Regions from separate parts of the Sus scrofa genome. Here region 2 is linked to region 1. Evidence: chromatin contacts called from public Hi-C data. All regions are on one chromosome and are shown on one strand. Each heading gives the region's core, a stretch centred on a gene start, on an enhancer-like site or on the middle of the called end of the contact. The rest is flanking DNA. Distances are from core to core; before and after follow the strand shown.

The links. Hi-C and Micro-C count contacts between places; a contact is called where the count stands out from the background.
Region 2: a Hi-C map of skeletal muscle shows a contact between it and region 1, with 3 times the contacts expected there. The contact joins the enhancer-like site here to the promoter of DAPK2 in region 1. A contact is called at or near these places in 1 of 5 promoter capture datasets (liver), 3 of 47 Hi-C or Micro-C datasets (embryonic fibroblasts, heart right ventricle and skeletal muscle) and 1 of 2 datasets of contacts at active chromatin or transcription factors (skeletal muscle).

What each region holds. Positions count from the first base shown.
Region 1 is chr1:107,995,562-108,002,495 of Sscrofa11.1, forward strand. It overlaps DAPK2 (death-associated protein kinase 2), which reads left to right and starts at 1,744. Exons shown (of 12, transcript NM_001243563.1): 1 at 1,744-1,842.
Region 2 is chr1:108,303,804-108,311,295 of Sscrofa11.1, forward strand. It overlaps HERC1 (probable E3 ubiquitin-protein ligase HERC1), which reads left to right. Exons shown (of 78, transcript XM_021094078.1): 25 at 4,366-4,417. Among named protein-coding and RNA genes, the nearest start is that of HERC1, 100 kb to the left of the region's middle. Within about 2 kb of position 3,633, at least 2 of the 83 cell types and tissues checked have an H3K27ac peak or open chromatin away from gene starts, as enhancers often do. A contact at or near this core is called in skeletal muscle, where this site is marked.

The sequences.
Region 1 (6,934 bases), core at 494-2,993:
AAGCCTTATGTACCATGCACTGTCTACATTCCTGACCCTCCATGCACGAGCCTGACAAGACTGTTTCATGTCACCAAGGCTGGGGCAGTTTGTTACACAGCAATAGATAATTGGAAAAGGGGGAGGAGGTGTTTTGAGGGTGGTCTGAGGATGAAGGGCATCTTCATGCTGGTGAAGTCTCACCAGTGGTTGTCCTGTGCACACTGACTTGGAAAGCCACATCTGGTCTTGGATATTACTCTATTCAAGGTAGACTGATGCTCCTGGGGGAGGTCGCTCAGAGCCTGCACTGTCCTGGAATATTATTGTCAAGCTGATAAACGAGGAAGCACTGGGATCTTTCTATAGCGTGTCAAAGGTGCTGCGGTATGGGTCAGCTGGGGGTGGGAGGGCTGGTTCATCTATACTTGTCAATACCCCAGTGTCCAGAAAGGCTCAAGTGGGGAATGGGAGGTTGCCCACCAAGGTGAGGGTCCTCCAGGTGCATCTTACACAGTCTGTCTCATTTCAGCCCCATAAAGCTCCATTAGATGCTGTTAGAATGGGTGGTTGCTTATGTTACTGATAAAGATTGAGTTCAGGTGCCATGCCCAAGATTACAGCCATCTGAAATCGCATGGCAGCGCTTTGAACCAAATGTAGGACTCTGAGTCTAACCATATTTACTCTAACACTTTTTTGAGGATCCCCCAGATGACTTAGGGATGGAGGCTCGGGGAAGGGATCTTCATCTTCCCCTAAACAGCCTCTTGTCCCTAAACAGCCTCTTGTCTTGAAATAAGAAGACCTGGATTAAATTCTGTTTCCACTTCCTTCCTCTTACCACCCCTTCCACTCTCATTCCTTTTTCCTCCTGGGATTTTGGACAGAAGGAAGAAGGGAAGAGGACTCCACTTTCCAATCTTTTATTAGGGAAGACTTGAGGGCGATGTGAAGCTTCACTCACCAACGCGCTGGGCAGGACTGGGGGCATAGAGGTCAGGCTGCTCCCAAATGGTGTGTTGCAGGGGGTGTGAGTGGATGGGGTGGGGTGATGAGGTGAGTCTCCCCCCACCCCACTGTGAAACGTGGATGATTAGTTTTCCAGAGGAATCTGTGTGTCAGAATCTGTGCGTTGTCGTTGCAAGGGGCCTATTCCCTGGTGGGACTTCCTCTTGGGGCGCCTGTGTGATAACGGGATAACAGGAGACAAGGAAATACCACTCTCTCCTTTTTTTTTTTTTTTTTTTTGTCTTTTTCGTCTTTTTAGGGCCACACCCGCAGCATTTGGAGGTTCCCAGGCTAGGGGTCAAATTGGAGCTGCAGCTGCCGGCCTACACCACAGCCACAGCAACGCTGGATCCTTAACCCACTGAGTGAGGCCAGGGATCGAACCTGCGTCCTCATGGGTGCTAGTAGGGTTCCTTAACCGCTGAAGCACAATGGGAACTCCCGGAAATACCACTTTCTGAGCGATCATGCCTGGCTATGTGACTTGCCCAAAGACACACAGGCTGTAAGGGCAGCAGATCCAGTGAAGACGCCCTGAGGTTCCTGCCACTCTGTCTCTTGCCCCCTCTCCTGGAATCCGCAGGGGCTCTGAGGTGCTCACCCTGACCCGGCAGAAGACACTAGGTCCTCACCCCAGGGCTGGCCGGAGGGGGCTCCCGGCAGGGGGCGCCCCGAGTCCCTTCTCGGGCCTCGGGGAGCGCCTCCAGCCGGCGCCTGGGACCAGGCCGGCCGCCCCGCCCCCTCGGCTCCTCGGACGCTCCGCGGGCGGGCGCGCAGCGAGCAGATCTGAGCCGAGGGCCGCACGCCCCGCCGAGCCCCTCGTGCCCACCGCCTGCCGCTCAGACTACCGCCGTGAGTAGTGTCCGTCTGCGGGCTCGACGGGAGGGACAGGGCGTGTGGAGAGGGGGCTGGGAGTGGGGCTGGCGGGGGCAAACTACTCCGAGGCGTGTTCTCCTACCCTTGAGTGCGCCGCCGGGTCCCTGATGCCGCTCCCCCGGGGTATGACCGGCCTTGGCTTTGGGCGTTCTGGCCGGCACCCGACTGCTCCCCCAGGGCGCGGTCCGAAGTCTGGCACTTTGACCTGAGGGATCGGGTGGGAGCTGCGGGCAGAGGCCAGGTGCTTAGGGAGGATTGTAGGAGACTGGCTTCCATCACGCTAAGACCCCTTGCCGCGGGGGGAGAGCACTGGGAGGAGAGGGCCAGGTCTTCCTTAACATCAGCCTTCTCGAATACTTCCTTCTCCCCCTTGAGTGAGGAGGTGATGCGAGGAGGCTTTCTCTGTGGCAGGACGAAGCTGTGGTCCCCGGGGTGGGGAGCCTGGCCTGGGGCAGAGTCAGGGTGGGCATGGGGCAGCCAGTAGGTCTGCAACAGGCTGGGCTTTCTACCCCAGCATGGGGAGGGGGGTTGTCAACAGTTGACCCAGCTCTGGGCCAGGCATTGTGGATGTCTCATGGCAGGTGTGGGTCTGGCTAAATGCTCACTGTAACTCTGCAAGGTGGAAATTAGTCTTCTCACTTTAGGGAGGAGGAGAGGAGGCCAGGAGAGTTGAGCAGAGGCCAGGGCAGGTGGGGGTAGGCTAGGAGTGGGCACTGGAAGAGAACATACTTAGTTGGCTGCCTCACTGACAGGTGGGAAGGACCCTGGGGAAAGGTGGATAGAGCACAGCCCTTGTACCTTGTACTCTAGAATCCAGTGCAGGGCAGCTGGGGTCTGTGGTTTCTGACACTGTTTCTCAACTGCCTCCCTGTAGGGTTTTCCTGGGAGAGTCCTAGTGACCGAGGGGTCCTGGCGTCTTGGCTTTTTCACAGTCACTTCCAGAGTCCTGTTCTTTCCCAAAACACCCATCTCCCAAGATATGTTTTTAGCACCTGAAGCGACCTCATTCAGCAGCTTTGGGAGAGGCTTGGGCAGGGGGTACAGGGGTATGTGGATGTGGGTGGGTGTGTACTGGTCTGGGACAAGTTTCCCACTGGCAGGAACAAGACCTGAACTGACCCTGACCACCTCCCTAAGGCCTCCCTAGGTGAGGAGGTGCAGGTGCCAAGTGGAGCTGGACCTTCACCAGGAACAGTTTTCTCATGTCAGCCCAGGTAGGTGGCTGACCCTCTCTGAGCCCCAGTTTCCTCATCAGAGATTGGGGCGGGTGAGAGCCTCCAGGGCATGGTGAGGCTCTGTAATGCTAGGTGCCTCTCCCTTCTGTTGTCAGCCTCCTCAGAGCCCAAATGTGATGATTCTTGATGTAGGGCATCAGGGGACAATCACACCCATTTCACAGACTTGCCCTGGGTGAGCATCTCTGAGTTTGGCAGAGGGAGCTGGGACCCATGAAGAAGAAGCCTTAGGATGATGGAAAGTCCCTTATGGGATTATCCTTCTGTCCTTGAAGCTTGCTTGTGGTTGTCCCTCAGGAGGCCACTGACTTCCCAGCCTTGGTGCCAGCACTGGAGAGTTGAGGGTGCTCGTAACAGAAGCCAGGGTAAGAGCGGCTGGAGTGGGCTAGCTGTGTGATTTTTAGCAGGTTCCTTCTGCTGTCTGGACCTCAGTTTCCTTCTTTTATAAAACAAGTGGGTTGGACCAGATAGTAGTGGGTTTCAAATACTTCCTCCCACGAATTCTTACCCAGAACCCCAACATATAGTGTAGATAAGGTGGATCTTCTCTGGTTTCTCTTCCTCATGCTGGTGGCTCCTGAGCAGGGTCTAAAAATCCCCAAGGTGTTCTTTGAGGTCCCTTTTTTTATGAAGATCTAGGAAATCTTTGTTAACCTTCAAAATTGTTACCTAGTATTAGGGCTGGGGATAGGAATGTGAATTCTAGAGATTCCTCTAAGAGAAAGGTAGGCATTAAGATGGGCCTCATCCACGGAATGTCTGGAGCCATGGCCTGTGCCTCTGACCAAAAGTTGTAGCTCTGCCCTCTGCCATGTAGCTTCATTTTTTCAGGGCTGGAAAGGTGTCTGTGCCTCTTGGTCCTCCTCTGGGTCCTACTTGGTGACTATAATTCCACCTGAGTGTCTCCCCTTTAGCTTCTAAATTGATAAAATGCAAATTCATCTTGGGGAGAGATGTTATGAAGGGGCTTCAAGTTGTTATCAGTTGCTACAGCTCTGATTAGACCCCTAGCCTGGGAACCTCTGTATGCCGTGGGAGCGGCCCTAAAAAGCAAAATAAATAAATAAATCAACCTATGCTTGCAGAATGCCTGCTGTATACCAGCTACCACAAGGGGACAGATGTGAGAATGTCACAACTCTTGCCCTCATAAGGCTCCAAGACAGTAGGCAGGAGGGAAGGAACTCCAAGGACTGTTAAAAACATTTAAACATAAAAACATTCTACATGTATTATCTCATTGGTCCTATAAGTAGATATTAGACTCTTTTTTTATTATGTAAAACTTTGCATACAAACTAAGTGTACATAGCGTCAAGAAAAGCATTACCAGCCCCCAGAAACCCCCTATGTCCCCTTCCAGGCACAACCCTGCACCTGGGTATAACCATTATCTTGACTTGTAGCGCCATGGATTTGTTTTACCTAAGTGGAATTACACAGCCTGTAGTCTTTTGTGCCTGGTTTCTTTCATTCGACATCATGTTTGTGAGTTCCATACATGTCATTGCAGGGAGCAGTAGTTTACTTATCCTTGTCTTTGGATAATAGTTTCATTGGTAGGGTAGAACTCAGTTTATCTCTTTTCCTATTGATGGCCGTTTGGTTGTTTCAGTTTTCAGTTCTCACTAATAGCGCTGTTGTGTTCATTCTAAAGTGGGCCATTGTGGAAAACATCTCCATGCATATCTCTTAGGTATGTCCATAGAAACTATCCAACAGTTTTCCAAAGTAGTTGTCCCAGTGAATACAAGCAGTGTTTGTGAGTTCTCCAAACAGTCGCCAATGCTAGGCATTGTCTGTACTCATTTTCTTTTTCTTTTTTTTTATTTGACATTGTCATTTTATTTTATTTTATTTATTATTATTATTTTTTTGTCTTTTTGCCATTTCTTGGGCCGCTCCTGCGGTATATGGAGGTTCCCAGGCTTGGGGTCTAATCAGAACTGTAGCCGCTGGCCTACACCACAGCCACAGCAACATGGGATTTGAGCCATGTCTGCAACCTACACCACAGCTCACTTAACCCACTGAGCAAGGCCAGGATCCTTAACCCACTGAGCAAGGCCAGGGATTTATCTCGTGTCCTTATGGATACTAGTTGGGTTCGTTAACCACTGTGCCACGACGGGAACTCCTATACTCATTTTCTATGTAAGTAATTTGAAGCTCAGAAAGGTCATCCTGTGATAGTAAGTGGCAGAGCTGGGATTCGAACTGAGGCCTGTGTGCCTATGGAGTCTGTGTTCTCTCCCTCCGGGTTACATGTAAACATAGTTTATAATATGAGCCAGAATGTGATAAGCTCTAACGCTAAAAATGTGTAAAGAGCCCTCTTTGGGAATTTAAAGAGGAGGAGAATTTTCATCTGTTTTGGCAAGAAAAAGGGTGATAGACCCTCATAGAGATGGCTTGCTTTTTTTTTTTTCTTTGTTTTTTCTAGGGCTGCTCCTGTGGCATATGGAGGTTCCCAGTCTAGGGGTCTAATCGGAGCGCCACATCAATTTGGGATCCCAGCCATGTTTGCGACCTACACCACAGCTCATGGCAACGGGGATCCCTAACCCACTGAACGAGGCCAGGGATCAAACCTGCAACCTTATGGTTCCTAGTCAGATTCGTTAACCACTCAGCCACGACAGGTACTCTGAGATGGCTTGCTTTTGATTTGAGCCTGGCTTTGCAGGAACAGAATAGTTTTGCAGGAGGGGCTCTCCAGGTGGGCCCAGCCTGAGCTAAGGCATGGCAGGGGTGAAAGTTCGGGGGCAGTGGGATAGGACCACCTTTGGCTGTAATACAGGATTTAGAGAGGAGGTGGCTCTGCAGAAATGGTGAGTCGGGGCCGAACTGGTGGGCCTAGTTTGAGCTTGGGAGGCTCCTGGTCACCCAGGATGTGGAGCCCAAGGCAGGGGCTCATTGTTTTTCTGGGAAGCTGGGGCTGCTTCAAATCCAGCTCAGCTCCTGATAGCAAATGGAGCTGGCTTCTTGCCACATGGAGGATATTTGCTGTTCCTGGGACCACTCGGGGTATCTGCCAACAGAATTTTTTTGGAGTTTTCTGCTTCCATCTAACTGTGGGAAATTAGTAGCTATGCCCAGCTCTACCCCTAGGGTCTGACCCAAATGGTTTATTTGGAAGTATTTTTTCACCAAAAAAAGGAGGATAGATAGCAGCCCTGCCACTGTCTGGGCTAGTCTTGAGCGATTTGCCAGGATGGAGGCGAGGGTGTGAGGGCTACCAGGCTTCTGATCTGGTCAAGCCAAACTTGCCAGGAGGATCCCGGTACCTTTTCCTCAGAAGGGAACAGAATTGGTGTCTCAATGGCTGTGGGAAGCAGAAACACAAACAGTGGCATGGGATGAGTCAAACTATAACAGTAATAATCATCCTTCTTATTTGCCCACGAGTTTATGTCCTTATCACAGTGGGTTCTCATGTGGATGTGTGAAGTAGGTGATATGGACGTTATTGCCCCTGTTTATAGAGGAAGGGGGCCGAATCTTGGAGAGGGTGCCAGCGTGCTTTGTGTCATGTGGCTAATATACACCCAGACTAGTCTAGATCAGGGGCTCTGGAAGCCTACTCTTTTCAGGATTCCATACTTGCCAGGCTCTGGCTGAGCACTGAATGAAGACCAAGCAGGGAGGAGGATGTGTGATGGGCAGGCAGGAGTTTGGCAGGTGACCCTGAGAGTAAGGCCAGGGAGCCAGGCCCGCTCTGCCTAGAGGTCTTCAGGGGAGTGTGTGCCTCAGTGGAGGGAGGGAGGCAGGTGTCATCTTGGTGACATAGCTTTGGTTTGTAGGAGGCAGAGGTGGAAGAAAGAGGGTGAAAT
Region 2 (7,492 bases), core at 2,383-4,882, 310 kb after region 1:
TTTGTCTTTTTAGGGCTGCACATGTGGCATATGGAAGTTTCCATGCTAGGGTCCAAATTGGAGCTGCGGCTGCTAGCCTACACCACAGCTCACAGCAATGCTGGATCTTAATCCACTGAGTGAGGCCAGGGATTGAATCTGCATCCTCATGGGTACTAGTCAGATTCGTTTCGGGTGAGCCATGACAGGAACTCCCAAATTCATGTATATGTGACTCCTTGGTGGACATTCTACCTGTACATGTCAGGTGACCATAATCTTAACCTATCCAAAATAAACTTCTCTTACTCCCAAACTTCTTCTCCTCTCATATTCCCTATCTAAGTAAGTGCTATTCTTAATTACTCAGGCTGGAAACCTGGGCTCATCCTTGACTCTACTTTTTCTTAATTCCAGGTCCCTGCAACCTCCTCACTCCCCACAATCTATTTAGACAAATCTTGACAATTTCAACTCTTAACATCTTTCTGATATGTCCTGTCCATCCCTCCTGTAACTGCTGTTTCAGACTTTCCTTCTTTTCTGCCTGGACCAGTACAGAAATCTCCAAACTGGTTGCCCTATCTCTTATCCCATGCCCATCTTTGACATTTCACTAGAATAATATTTCTAAAATACAAATCTGTTTTTCTTTTTAAAAATTTTATTATAATTCATTTACAATGTTCTGTCAATTTCTGCTGTACAATACAAAGCTGTTTATATCTCCTCTATTTACCAACTTTAAGTAGCTCTCAGTTATGTGTCAAAAAAGCCTGAGGACCTGGACTACAGGCATTTAAGGTAAACGTCAAATAAGTGAGATGCTGTTTTATATGTGTGTGTGTGTGTGTATATATATATGTATATATATGTGTATATATGTGTGTATATGTAACTCTCAAGTAGGAAGTAAGGTATGCTATAATGTAATGAGTAAAATAAATTACGGAATGAAAACTGTCTAAAAGATTCCTTCTATTTGAATAGCTTTGGACATGGAGTTCATAGCTGGGTTTTCATTTTGGCTGTTGCTTTACCTTATATTTTTGAGGAGCATGGATTGCTACATAAACATAATGCTGTTGTTTTAAAACAAACTTGTAAGCGTGACAGATTCCCCCTCTAAGGATAGGTGAACAGTATCTTCAAGTTTCATTTATTTTTTTTGTTCTTTTGCCTTTTATTATTCGTTCCCATTCATATCTCTGTGCTCCCAATTCACATTCCTAGTCTTGTAGTCTACTGAGATTCCTCTGTCCATTTAATTTTTCAAAGTTGATCATTCTCATTATCTAGTCTCCCCAGCCTTGTGGTAATTTTGTAATAGAACATGTCACTTCTCTCCTCAAAACCTCCAATGACTTTTTCCTCAGAGTAGAAGCCTAAGTCCCTACAGGGGTTTTTAAGACTTGAGGTATCCTGGCCTCGCTCCTCTCTGATCTCCTCTGCTGCTGCTCTTTTTCTTGGTAGACTCTTCTGCTACACTGACCTCTTCACCACATAACTTCCCCACAGGGCCTTTACATGGCTGTTTCTTCTGATTGGAATACTGTTGTCTGCAGGCAAATTCCCTCACTTCTGCTCTTCATTCTGATGTTACTTTTTCAGTGATGCCTACCCTGACCACTCTATTTAAAATTACAGTTTGTTTTCTTTTCCAGATATGCACTCTTTGTTCCACAGTAGGTTCTATTGATTTTGCCCTTGGGCAAGACACTTAACCTTTCTGAGCCCCAGCTTCTTATCTTTGCAATGGGGAATAACTACCTGTTACACTTGCTCAGGTGGGTTTTTAAAACATGTTGAAAGTTATGTTTTAAAAACATAATGAGAAGACAGATAAATGGAGGTGGCTTGAAACTAGATTTAACTGCCAAGTCTAGTTTCTACAGAATTCTAAAAAGATTAATAAACACATTTTTGAAAAAGATGGACTCTTGATCATCTTTCCTTATGGAATATTTAGAATGATAGTGTCATAAAAGGTGAAAAAACCAAGAACAAGAGAGAACAGATTCTCTTGTAAATGAGGCAGCCTGGGCTGAACCTTCAGCTTCAGAGAGCCTGGTATAGACAAAGAGGAGCAAGTAGTGGGGGTGTACTTAGGGTTTTTCCAGTTGAACTATGTTACCCTTCTGTCTGAGGTTATTTAGGATTACCATTCCTATCTTTGATATCTATTAGTACTTCATTTACTCTGAATTGTTAGTAAATGTTTTCTTAAAATAACTGAAGTTAATCAGTTCAGTGCTAAATTTGTGTTTCATAAAGAGTATTATGTGATCGGAGTTCCTGCTGTGGTGCAAGGGGATCAGTGGTGTCTTGGGAGCACTGGGATGTAGGTTCAATCCCTGGCCCCGCATGATAGGTTAGGATCCAGCCTTGTTGCAGCTGTGGTTTAGGTCCCAGCTGTGGCTCCAGTCTGATCCCTGGCTTGGGAATTCCCATGTGCTTCGGGGAGGCCGGAAAGGGGAAAAAAAAAAAAAAAGAGTTTTATGTGATATCCTATTTAATTCTCTGTCTTAGTAAACAGAGAAACCTAAATGAACATTTACACAGTTAAACCCTGATTGACAGTTGTCACTCTCATCAGTATTTCTTTTTCTTTTTTCTTTTTTTTTTTCTGTCTTTTGTCTTTGTCTTTTTAGGGCCGTACCCGCGGCATATGGAGGTTCCCAGGCTAGGGGTCTAATTAGAGCTGTAGCTGTTGGCCTACACCAAAGCTGCAGCAACACCAGATCTGAGCCGCATCCTGCAACCTACACCACAGCTCACGGCAACACCGGATCCTTAACCCACTGAGCAAGGTCAGGGATTGAACCCGAAACCTCATGGATCCTAGTCGAATTTAGTTCTGCTGCGCCACGACAGGAACTCCTTTATCAGCATTTCTTACTGTGCTCTCCCAATTTATCCCCCACATTTCCCTACTCTCCTATTTCATGAAGAATTTGATTTAACATCCATGAATAAATACTGTTTATAAAAGTATAAATTAGGTGAATAAATTATGTCTAAAAGAAGCTGAGAGAGGAAAATAAAGCCCTGAGTAAGATTTCCACACCTCTGCACATATCCTGTGGTGGTGTATTACAGATTGGCCACCAAATAGGAAAAAGCATGAGTTAATACGATTTAGTGTCTAAAAGGTAAGACTAAACCAGGTTTTCAGGAGAAACTTAGATGTTTCTCGTTCTGAGGCATGAGATAAAAGGTCCTGTGTAATAAAAATGTTATATACATGAAATGGTAATATCTTTATAGCTATTGTGACAACTCTTTGGTATTTGGTCTATCAAATGGCCTGAGGACATACTTATTTCTGGTGTGCGAGCGCGCGCGCGTGCGTGCGTGTGTGTTAGACAAAATGTATTTATCCACAGTGTGCATGCATATGTCTGTATGTGTTAGCAGGAAAAGATTTCCTGAACTGATCTGTTTTATTACTTCTGCACGCATTCTTCTTTGCCACAAACTTTTTTATTATGTGATAGAATACAGTTGAAATTGCCAAGACCATAATGTCAAGTCTATACATAAATTTAAGTCACATGGTTTGTTTATGGCTGGGTGTACATATGAGAGAGTAGATAGTTCTCAACAGTGCCTCCCCACCACACACACACACACACACACACACACACACACACACACACACACAGAAATATACTCCCATTCTTCCTAAAAGCCTTCACTCTTTATTAAGCTGTCTGCAGTTTCACCAGTTTGAGATTTCTTCTGTTATTTAAAAGCGTTTTAAAATATTTTAAAATACTACCAGAAGGCTTAGAACTATGTATCAGATTCTCTTCTTCTGTATACTTAGCCAAGGCTAATGAGAGTTGAAAAGAATGGAAAGTGAGGATAGATCAAGTAGTTATTTTGGAAAATGGGACTTTGCTATAGCTGCTTTAGGCATCTAGGACTTGGCTACAGAGGATATTAATAAGAGATCATGAACTCCCTGGTGACTCAGTGGCTTAAGGATCTGGCATTGTCACTGCTGTAGCTCTGGTTACTGCTGTGGCACATGCTCAGTCCCTGGCCTGGGAACTTTTGTATGCTGCAGGTGCTGCCAAAATCATACTGTGTTTGGAATATAAAAGACAAAGATTCCAAAGAAGAAAAGGTGACAACAAAGAAAAACTTCTACTGTTTTACAGTGTTAATTGGCTTTATATTTTAGTATCTTAGAGTCTTGTGCCTGGGCTCTCTTACAGCTGTTTTCACTGGGTTTTTAGAGATTTTTTGTTCTTAGCCTGGCATGACTGGTGAATAAATAGCGCATTGCTATAATTATATAGTTTATTTTTTATTCCAATATTCAGTTAACTCTTAATTGTAAAATAATTTTCACAATTTTATTATTTATTTTTAACTTAGAGTGGAAGACGAAACGTTGATTTGGATTTGGCATCATCTCATAGAAAGAGAGGTAAGCATTAACTATTAAATATCTGATGAAATTAAGTAGCTCTTTTTATGTCTGATGTATTTAGATCTGTCATTGAAACATTTTATCAGAAAAGTTAAAAGGAAGATCATTTTCTTTAAAATATATACCCTTAAAAAGTCTGGGACTGTCTAGGAGTTAATCAGTTTTGTTTCTCATTTGTTGTGTGTTTTGACTTTTTAAAAGTCCTGTAGAACTCCAGAAGCAGTACTTTACATTGTGGGGGGTTATGGACATAATTTGCCATGTTTTAGCTCACTGGTAGAGTAGCTATAGTTTAAAAGGTGTTACAGGGAGAACTATTTATCCCATTTGCCTATCATACACACATTCTACTTTCAAACTGAAAGTTTCTAGTTTTTTCCTCCTTGCCTCTCAAGTTAGAGAATGTGAAAGATGAGCAAATGATTTCTTTAAAAAACTTTTCCCATGAGGAACAATTTTAGAGTGTCATCAAGTGTTAAGCTCATTTGTTAAAAGCTGTATCTTAAGGAATAATATAGTTACCTCGTTTATATGTACAAGTAGATGGAAAGAACAGCACTTTTAGATAATACAACTCCAAGGTAACTAAAAACTCTCCAAATATTGTTCTCTATTAATTGGCACTTTTATTTTTTTTTTTTGTCTTTTTGCCATTTTCTTGGGCCTCTCTCGCAGCATATGGAGGTTCCCACGCTAGGGGTCGAATCGGAGCTGTAGCCACCAGCCTACGCCAGAGCCACAGCAACACTGGATCCGAACCTCGTCTGCAACCTACACCACAGCTCACGGCAACGCCGGATCGTTAACCCACTGAGCAAGGGCAGGGATCGAACCCGCAACCTCATGGTTCCTAGTCAGATTCGTTAACCACTGCGCCACGACGGGAACTCTGGCACTTTTATTTTTATTGAACGCTTTTATCCTCTGGTTGTGAAAATGTGAAATGTTCCAGATATCTCCTGGTGGCAGTTTCCTAAAAGCCTGTGGGAAAACTGTTTTTTTCCATGATATTAAAAGTCTTTTGTATTTCAGAGTTAAACTCTTCCCTTGATAGCTTCCTTGGCAGGATGTTAGGTTCCCCTACAGAAAAAAAGGAATGAGAGAAAGAAATTTCACACACAGCTTTTTCTTTTTTGTATTTATAACTTAGAGGAAGAAATGTTGGTACTTAGAATGCAGAAAATGATTAATCTGAACTATTAGGAATTCTAAAGACTAGAGATGGTGCTTTCTTTATTGTAAAGTTTTAATACTATGGTGTATCAAGGCTGTTGGGTTTCTAAAAAAATTATAAGGTATTTGTGATATCAAATAAATGGTTAGTATAATGTGCAGTATGTATTTTATTATTTTTTAATTCTTTGAAAATTGGCAGTTCATGTGCCATAACTAGCCAGAGTACCTTTTTCTTAACCATGTGATTTAGAAATTAAATTTTGGGGGAGTTTCCATTGTGGCGCAGTGGAAACAAATCCAACTAGGAACCATGAGGTTGCAGGTTCGATCCCTGGCCTCGCTCAGTAGGTTAAGGATCCAGTGTTGCCATGAGCTGTGGTGTAGGTCACAGATCTGACATTGCTGTGGCTCTGATGTAGGCCAGCAGCTATAGTTCCGAATCACCCCCTAGCCTGGATCCTCCACGTGCTGTGGGTGTGGCCCTACAAAAAAAAATTAAAATTTTTGGAACAGCTTTATCTTTTTCATGTTGCTTGGTTCAGATGAAGATTGTTGCTGTCAGAGTTCCCGTCGTGGCGCAGTGGTTAACGAATCCGACTAGGAACCATGAGGTTGCTGGTTCGATCCCTGCCCTTGCTCAGTGGGTTAACAATCCGGCGTTGCCGTGAGCTGTGGTGTAGGTTGCAGACGCGGCTCGGATCCCGAGTTGCTGTGGCTCTGGCATAGGCTGGCAGCTACAGCTCCCATTAGACCCCTAGCCTGGGAAACTCCATATGCCGCGGGAGCAGCCCAAGAAATAGCAAAAAGACAAAAAAAAAAAAAGATTGTTGCTGTAATTTCTGTTTTATATTAAGGAAAACATGGCTCCAAACTTATTGAGTGGCATAAATGATCCAACCTATTACTTAAGAGTTTCCTACTGTACTAATCATATTTATAAGTGATAGTCTGTTGGTTAAAATTGTTCTTTTCCCTCAACTATTTATGATACTTTTGGAAATATAAATTTGAGATTCAGTCTATGGTAACTAATTATAGGACAAATTAATCATTGGAATAAAACAAAAAGTGATATCTTTGGTTTTGAATTGAGAATAACCTAGAATTAAGTATAAATTACTTAGGAGGAATCACTGTGACACTTTAAAATAACTATCCTATAGTTTCTACCTGTCCCAAATTTTAAGCAGTTGCCCTATAAGTACATATGGATTTTCTGTAGTTTTAGAGGTAAGTAGATTCAAATGAATTAAAGCCTTTAGTCAAAATTTTGTTTATGTGTAAGCCATCTTCTCCAAAAGCTGAAGATAGTAGCTAGACCTATTAACTTCTTGGAATTTAATTTTATTTTGTTGAAAACAGAAAGGAAATATAGGACCTCATGGGAAAAGTTTGTTTTTTTTAAATTACCTATTTAGGAAGTTATAATAGAGAGGCAAAACTAGTTATGCAAATTATGATGATATCCCTTAATGTGATACCAATTTATTCTAGTGATCATTACATCTTAATGTTCCCAAACAAAATTTTGTTGACTAGAAAGTAGAAGAATTACTGCTTTAGAAAGGGCCACAAAAATAGTCGTCATAATTGTGAATCCTAGTATGTGTGGATTAAACAATGAAAATGTACATTTAATAGTTTCATTTATTTAATGATAATGGACTTCCTTCTTTCAAAGAAATGAACACTGAAAATACATTTGGGACAAAATATTGAAAGGAATTTTTAAAAATCATGTGTATTTAGAGACTACCCTCTGACCACAGTGGTGTTTTTTTACTTTGTTTTGTTTTGTTCCTAAATGAAGGTAAAATAAACCTCCCTATTTTTTCCTTATTTAATGTCAATGTGGACCAGATGTCTTAAGCCATAACATGCCTATCTTCACTTGGG